2 separate regions of the Mus musculus genome follow, and region 2 is linked to region 1. A link is a contact called in public Micro-C data. All regions are on one chromosome and are shown on one strand. The core of a region is the stretch at or near the end of the contact, and the rest is flanking DNA. Distances in the headings are between cores, read along the strand shown. Region 1 overlaps Shisa6 (shisa family member 6). Region 2 holds the start of Shisa6 (shisa family member 6).

Region 1 (4,176 bases), core at 249-2,748:
TGGGATATTTAAAATTGGCTACAGAGATCAAAATACAGAAAAGCTGGAGTGAATTTTTTGTTCTGAGCATAAAAATGTATCCTTTCAGAAATAATTAATTTGATAAAATTACTCATTAGATCCATGCACCGTTGTGTCATTACAGTTCCAGTGTCTGAAATAACTTGGCTCTTCTCTTTGAAGGAGCCCGTGTGCATTTTAGAAGTTACATACCTAACTAGGTCAGACAGTACCTCACTTGCCTTTCTGATCTTTTTTTTTCTGGAGAGAGCAGTGGTTGTAACTATCCTCTCAAGAGAGAAATTAGATGTGGGTTCATGTGAATAAGAATAAAACAGAAGGTCACTAAATGTTGGGGAACCCTGAGTGTCAGGGTAACTGGGGGGTCTCTGTGTGGTTGCTTCTGTGAGATGATGGGTTGTGTTTGGTTGAAGAACTGTTCTGGGGACCACTTTCCAATAACATACAGGTAAAATTACAGAGGCCCTGAATTCCAGAAACACCCCCTGGCTTAGGTACCACTGATACTTCACCCAGATGGACCAGCATTATGATTGAGCAAGCTGATAACCATATCTTCAGCTAGTTTCTTCTCCTTGATCCAAGGGTACTGAGTCGAAAGGATTCTAGGGAGTTGGAAGCAAAGCAATGAACAGCCAGACACACATTGTTTCACTTGGCCCTACTTATAAAAGTAGGGCACACTGATAAACTGAACTCTTATAACCGTGCCAAGCGATGACATGGAATTATGGTCTGTGAACACTCACCAATCCATCCATCCATTAGGTCCAGGATTCTCCAACCATCTAATCTTCCAGGCTAGATCTGTGAATAGTTTTGGAGTTCATGGAGGTCAAAGGATGACTCCTGGACCTTGCCATAAAGTATCAACCATGAACACATTAGAAAATTTCAGATAAACTAAATGACAAAAATATAGGGAATGGTCTACCTAATCTACACTTGTACAAGTAATATGCACTGATTTTGATATATGAGCCTGATCTTAGACGTGCCATCCAAGACATGCCTTGGAAGATCCTAAACACTGACAGGTACCAAATTCACCCCAATGAGTCTCTCCTACTCTCTTTCTTTATAATTCTCTGCTTTCCATATCTTTTAAAACACTGCTAGAGTTACTTTGCTGCTTTTGTTTCTTGACTTTTCAAAATCACCTTTAATTTACTGATGACAACATAGGCATCCAAAGGCTGGCTGAAGAGCCTCTTCATTTTGCAAGGACATCACCTGCATCTTAACTATGACTTTATCAAGTATCAAAGATTGCCTCAGAATTTTGTTCACTGTATGTATACCCCACAGGTGAGTTCAAATGGTCTCTAAGATCCCCAGGATACAGTGACTTAAGAAAAAGCAAGCTCCAAGACACTGCCTGGCCCTTCCGTTTTCTCTAATTAATGAATGCCAACCAAGCTATGCTTTGCTTTTGGCAAGGGAACATTATTTTGCTTCAGCTTCCTTTTCCCTCAAGGATATTTGAAGAAGATAAGAAAAAGAGTGTGTATCTGCGGCTGCTGCTTATTAACAGCAAGTCGTTGTGTAAGAAATGAGCTTTGAAGATCTTCAGTGCTGAGCTTAAGTATCATTTCCACTTCATCAGTTCTGAGGCCTTGGGAAAAATGATTTTAAGTCTCCAAATTTTATTTTTTTCCATCTTTAATAAGGAACAAATAATAAGACATGGGCTGTAATGAAAGTTATATGACCTATGAGAGCGAAGTGTCTAGTTCAATTATTAACATGTTGTAGGTGTTAAAGTAACAGCTGACTTCTTACTATAGAGAATAGGCTGGTCTGGGCTCCTTGAGAGAATAGATATAGAGAAGCCACGAGATAAAGATGGAATTTGTCCTTCAAAGACCACAGTTATTTCACAGTATGAGATACAAAATATGATTTCCTTTTTAAAATGAATCAAGCTTTGGTTTTAATTTTTGAGATAAAGCATGAGTGATATTAAAGAAAGCTGAGACTTCTACTAACGTGCTTTTTGCCTTGATCTCTCTCTATTTCCTCCTTAATCATCATCCTGGGCCCTAGGTATTGTTTGTGTTCCCTTGGGCACAGTTCAGGATCAATCCTGAAACACTAAATAGCAGGATTGTGGCCAGTGTGTCAGTATAGTGAATAGGCAGATGATGGCGTAGGAAAAGTCACTTTCCAGCAAGTAGAGAAAGGATTACAATGTAGGGAGGAACCATCTACTAGAAGGGTCATAAATGGGACAATAGGGAATAAAGAGAGGTCAACTGGTCCTTATCTTCTTTCTAATGATGGGACAGACTATAGTGTATGATTCATAGCCACCTGGCTCTCCACAGGCAAAAGCCTGAAGATAGACACTCGGTGCATTTTTAAACAACCGAGTAAAAGAGACAATAAAAATGGAGGAGAAATGAGAAAAACGGGAGGGTAATTCAGAAGAGGGAGATATATACAGAAGGTAGGAGGAGGGTAAAATAACAATAAGCATGCCTGACAAAGTCATAATGTATCAGATTATTAATTACATCCCTAAAATACCTATAATTTGTGTAAGTCTGTATATATAATATACACACATAGTTTAAATGAAAATTCCCTATTTAGGATGACAGTGCTCCACCAAGAGCTATATATTATCTAAGAAAAACCCCAATACTAGGCAATGAGAGGCCTTCTTTTGCATCCTTTTTCAGGGTTGTACAAGATACTCCCAAAACATTATAGGCTATAGCTATTGCCTTTGGTTGCTCCTTCCCCCCATCCCCAGAAGTGGGAGTTAAGTCCCTATTAGTGAATACAAACATGCACTTCAGACACAGGGTCCTGAGTCCCCTGAACTGGAGCTTACCTAAAGCTTTCCTGGCATCAGGGGCTTCATGAAAGATTCCAGAGGAGGGAAGCAGCAGACTGCTTAGCTATAATTCTTACAAATTACAACAACTGGGAAGACACCATAACCCTAGGGTGAAGTAGTGGTACACATACCTTGACAGTAACCAACAGCTCTCTAATTTGACTTAGTTTTCATTCAGAACAAAGGAAATTATACCTCATACTAGAAACCTATCCAACTACACAGGGCTAGTGAAGTCATGGAGCTTAGAGGTGAACTGAACACCATCTCTTTACTAAAACAGCACAATCCCTAACAACAAATTATACACATTTATTATTATACTCACAGACAAGCATAGTCCTCACTCCTCAACAAGAAAACATCTGTTCATCTGTTCACAATATATGCGTGTGTGTTTGTGTGTGTGTATGTATGTGTGTGTGTGTATATATATATATATATATACATATATATATACATATATATATATATATATATATATATATATATATATATATATCCTAAGGCTGGGGGACAATTGAGGAAGTGAGGAGAGAAACAATGTAAGACTGAGAGAAATAGTAATTTTGTTGTCAGAATTTGTCTTTTAGCATGTAAGAGAAATTATACTTATGAAGTCTTATTAATATGACTGCCCAAAATAAGACAAAGACAACACCAATAAAACATGTTACTGTGGAGTGGGGTGAAGGGGAACTCTTATGAGGCCTCAATCCTAGACAAAGAGCTACAGGCAGCTAAGGAATGCTGAGAGCATGAAAAATAGTCTTCCCTGGAGATGAGCACACCCATTGGTTGTCCAATACCAAATAGCCCAGAAAACATATATAGATAAGTAAACATTATACAGCCTGAGCATATTATATTGATATCCTTAAGAATATATCTGTACATAGATACATATGTTAGGTACATATGTGTGTGTGTGTGTGTGTGTGTGTGTGAATTCATACATACAGTCTATGTAACAGTTAAAGAAAAAAAGCCATGAATTTGAATGAGAGTAAGCGGGCGTCCATGAGGAAGGGGGAATTAATGTAGTCACGTATAATCTCAAAAACTAAACGAATTATTTTTAAGAGGACAGAGCGAATGAATGATGTCATTCTGATCACACCTCTCAGACCATCAGCTCCTTCAAAGTGCTCCATTCTGTACCTGCCATTGTCAACCATGCCAGTCCATTGACTTGTTTCAGTAGCGATTCCTTGGAGCTATAAGTCACAGATCATCTTGATACAGCTACCAAGATTTTACCTGACTCACAAACCAAGAAGCCTGTGCTGGTCTTTCAGCACTGCTTGATG
Region 2 (4,008 bases), core at 185-2,684, 180 kb before region 1:
TCTCCACACAACACACAGCAAACTAAGACTCTGACTCCCCCTTGGGGTGGCCACATAGCTTAGAAAGCCAGACTCGTGGGTCTCCTTTCAGCCAGCCTGGTCTCACTCTGGTCACAAGGGACTCTCTAATCTGTCTCCTCCAGCAGCAACGACAGGAATGTAGGGCTTTCCAAAGAAATCTTTAAAACCCAGGTAGTTTTATTTATTTATTTCTTTTTATTTATTTTTTAACTCTCGTCTCAATGCTAGAAAAAAAGTTGGAGAAAGAGGGAATTCGAGGTGTCACCCAGAGCTGGAGCTATCTCACTCCTGCACGAGCGATGGAGGAGAAAGGAGCCTAAGTTCATCACACTAGGTGGCCCAACAGCCACTTGACCCCTGGCCTCAGTGTAGGAACCTGTAGCAATGGGCTTGACCTCTTATCTTGGCTGTGAACATCACCACTAGGGAGAGGCAGAGGCTTGCAGAAACCCCAACTTGCTTTCTGGTAGCGCAAAGACCAGGCTGAAGTAAAGCGGGGGAGTGAGGGAGGGTTAGAAATACTTGACCAGAGGGCTAGAAGGGCAATGTCAGAGTAGGTTTAACCCTGCCGCTGGCCGGCTCCAGAGGGCTCACTCTGGCCTTGCTCCGGGGTGAAGGTAGTGGGGGTGAGCTCCCTCTTTGCCATCTTAGTCGCTTAACTGGTGTCCCGGCGTTGGTGACGCGAAGCTTCGAGGCGGGGGGTGGGGAGGAGGGAGAGGAAGAGGCAAAGAGAAGTCCTGCCGTCCCCCAACCGGGCGCCCAGGCGTGGAAACGTGGGCGGCGGCGAGCGGCTGGCCTCCCTCCCCGCCCTCCCCGCGCGGCGCTCCCGCGTGTGCGGCTGTGTGAGTGCGTGTGTCTCCCTCTCTCCTATCGCACACGCTCCGGCACTAGTGCAGGCGGTTCCCGGCTCCGCTCACTCGCTCCGGTCGCTGCGCTCCCGCCTAGCCGCCGCCGCCGCTGCAGTCGCAGCCCGGCATGGTGAGTGACTGAGGTGCAGCCGCCGCGCACCCCGGCTGCCCGCCGGACCCCAGCCTCAGTCGGCAGCACCGTCCCCGGGCTCGGCGGCCCGGTGGCTTCCCCAGGGGTTCTCCACGCGTCCTCGGGCCACTGTCCCAGTCGGGACGCACTCCTCGAGGGCTGAGCGCTCCTTCTCCGCCCGGCTGCTCGCCGCTCTCCGCACCCCGTGACCGCTGCCCCGTCTCGTCCCGCAGGACCTGCCCGGACGGGACCACGCCGCCGCTGCCGCCGCCTCCGGGAGCCGCGCTTCGGGGCCGGCCTGAGCCGAGTCGCGCGGAGCCGCCGCTGCCGCGGGCGGGGGATGGGGCTGCCCGCTAGGCGCGCGGAGCCCGCAGGGGGAGCGCGGAGCCGGCGCGCAGCCTGAGAGCCCCGCGCAGCCCGCGCCCCGCCGCTCCGTGCGCTCCCGCCGCCGCCCGCGCCTCGATGGCGCCATCTCCCCGCCGCTGACCGGTCCGTCTCGCCTTTCCAGCCCGCCCGGCCGCCCTCGGAGCCCGGCCAGCCGCCGGGGCAGCGGCCTGCAGCCCGCGTCCGCCCGCGCCCTCCCGCCCGGCCCCGCCATGGCGCTGCGCCGCCTCCTGCTGCCGCCTCTGCTGCTGTCGCTGCTGCTGTCGCTCGCGTCCCTGCACCTGCCGCCCGGCGCAGACGCCGCCCGCGGCCGCTCCGGGAACCGGACCCTGAACGCGGGAGCCGTCGGAGGTCGGCGTGCTGGGGGCGCCCTGGCCCGAGGCGGCCGCGAACTAAACAGCACCGCCCGAGCGTCCGGCGTCCCGGAGGCGGGCAGCCGGCGGGGACAGTCCGCAGCAGCGGCAGCGGCGGCGGCGGCGGCGGCCAGCGCGACTGTTACTTACGAGACGTGCTGGGGCTACTACGACGTGAGCGGCCAGTACGACAAGGAGTTCGAGTGCAACAACAGCGAGAGCGGCTACCTGTACTGCTGCGGCACCTGCTACTATCGCTTCTGCTGCAAGAAGCGCCACGAGAAGCTGGACCAGCGCCAGTGCACCAACTACCAAAGCCCCGTATGGGTGCAGACGCCCAGCACCAAGGTAGTGTCGCCGGGGCCCGAGAACAAGTACGACCCGGAGAAGGACAAGACCAACTTCACCGTCTACATCACTTGCGGGGTGATCGCCTTCGTCATCGTGGCGGGCGTCTTCGCCAAGGTCTCCTATGACAAGGCCCACCGCCCTCCGCGAGAGATGAACATCCACAGGTGAGAGGCGCTACTGGGTGCCTGCCTTGGGTTCCCAGGCCTCGCGCCCCCCTTAACGGGCCTGGCCCTGTCCTCTTCGCGCGTACTACCTCTCCCCTTCTAAGTCACTTCCACAGTCGCTTCCTTTAGGAGCAGTAGGCTCTCCCGCATTCCGTAGGAAGCAGCTAGGTGTGCTTTTGGTTTTAGAAAGAATGGCAACACAAAGTACCAGTCTACGGAGTTCCTGATGTTCAAGGATAAGAATCTCACCAATAATCCCCAGGCTGTATTTCATGGTTCGTGGACACTTTACTATGGGCTGTACCATGCTTAGGTTTTTTGTTTTGTTTTTTTGTTTTTGAATTTATTTTAAAAACTGGCGTGCCACTTTAATATAAAGAGCAGAGCAGTGTGGGCACCTCACTGAAAAGAACAGCAAGCGGGTTAGTGTGAGCTGGGGGTGTTCCCAGGTGTTAAGTGCAGGATGGTATGGAAAGGGCAATTGCCTCTGCCTGGAAGAATGTTCCCCATTGCGTGTTGACAGAGCACAGAGGGTAGGTCTCCCAGTGGGGTGCTTGTCTTTCCTGATGAGACTGGAGGACTTCTCCCAAGGCAGACCTCCCTGAGTTCATGCTTCTGTAATGTTCAGGCCATCTTGTACTGCACACATGGTAAAGACAGTGTCTACTGTCCCCTTCCAAAATGTGTAACAGGAGTTGAAAACCTGATAGTCACAGTCCCACTCTGATTTCCTCCCACCCGTGTCTCTGGCTCCCCAGGGAGATCATTGGAAAGTCAAAGCCAAAGGGACAACAGGAGCCCAGCCTCTCCTTTCGGAACTGCACAGGCAGAGGATGCGAAATCAGCTGTGCTTCCAGCGTCCCCATGAAGATGAATGGTTGGATGTGGTTCCAATGAAAAGCCCTGCCCCAGGAAACACTTCCATTTCTGGCACACAGAGTGGGCACTGCCCTAGTTCCCAGGCCCAGCCCCCAGCCCACTGCTTGTGAGTTGACCCACCAAGGCTGGCCTGGTCCCTCCACCTTTTAGCTCATATCTGCACATTGCTTATTATCTCCGTGGCTTAAACCTCCTCCTGTCACTGCTCTGAACATTAATCACCCCTACCTTGCTGAAAAGAGGAAGGCAGGCAGAAATTTCTAGGCATGCTGGAAGAGCTGATTCTGCCTGCCTCTCCCACCCTGATCTGGTGGGTGTTGAGAGGAGATGTCAAGGACTAGACTTGGATGCACTCTAGAGGGAACATCCCTTCTTAACCCTTCATTACCTGACCTTGCCACCACAGTCTTCCTGTAGCTATTCCCAGCATGGGCTTACTCAGCATCCCTTTGAACTGGACTAGGCTTGTGAGCAACAGTCTGTGGTCTCCATGCCTTGCTATGTAGAAGATGGGCACTGTGAACAAACTAAGAGCAAGACACCACTTTTTAGGAGTTTGTTTGGTCTGGCAGTGAATTCTCGCTTGGCTCAGTTTGCAAAGCAAAGAATGGCTTAGAGGCAGGTGCCTTTCTGAAACAGATGTGCATTGTTTCTCGTGTGTTACCTCTGACCCAGGACTCGGGGACTCATCTCCTCTTTCCTGTCTCGACTCAGTAAGCCCACGTTGGCTCTCACCACTTTCTAGTTGATTCTCACGAACATCTCTTGGGGTTTCTCCCTGCCTCCTCCACTCCTCCCCTTCTCCTCCCCCATCCCCGCACTCTCCCTCCCCCTTTCTTCCTTATTCAGTTTGTTCATGACAGCCTACGTTGATAAGG

What was found. A called contact is a pair of places that touch in the nucleus more often than the background predicts.
Region 2: a contact with region 1 is called in a Micro-C map of granulosa cells, with 2.1 times the contacts expected there. The contact joins the promoter of Shisa6 here to the enhancer-like site in region 1. A contact is called at or near these places in 2 of 484 Hi-C or Micro-C datasets (granulosa cells and ventricular fibroblasts), 1 of 115 datasets of contacts at active chromatin or transcription factors (embryonic fibroblasts) and 1 of 9 other capture datasets (liver).

Annotation. Positions count from the first base shown.
Region 1 is chr11:66,345,968-66,350,143 of GRCm38.p6, reverse strand. All of the region lies in intron 2 of Shisa6 (shisa family member 6), which reads left to right. Among named protein-coding and RNA genes, the nearest start is that of Gm45945, 74 kb to the right of the region's middle. Within about 2 kb of position 1,498, at least 1 of the 459 cell types and tissues checked has an H3K27ac peak or open chromatin away from gene starts, as enhancers often do. A contact at or near this core is called in granulosa cells, where this site is marked.
Region 2 is chr11:66,523,552-66,527,559 of GRCm38.p6, reverse strand. Shisa6 (shisa family member 6) reads left to right here and starts at 1,434. Exons shown (of 5, transcript NM_001034874.3): 1 at 1,434-2,251. The coding sequence starts at 1,596.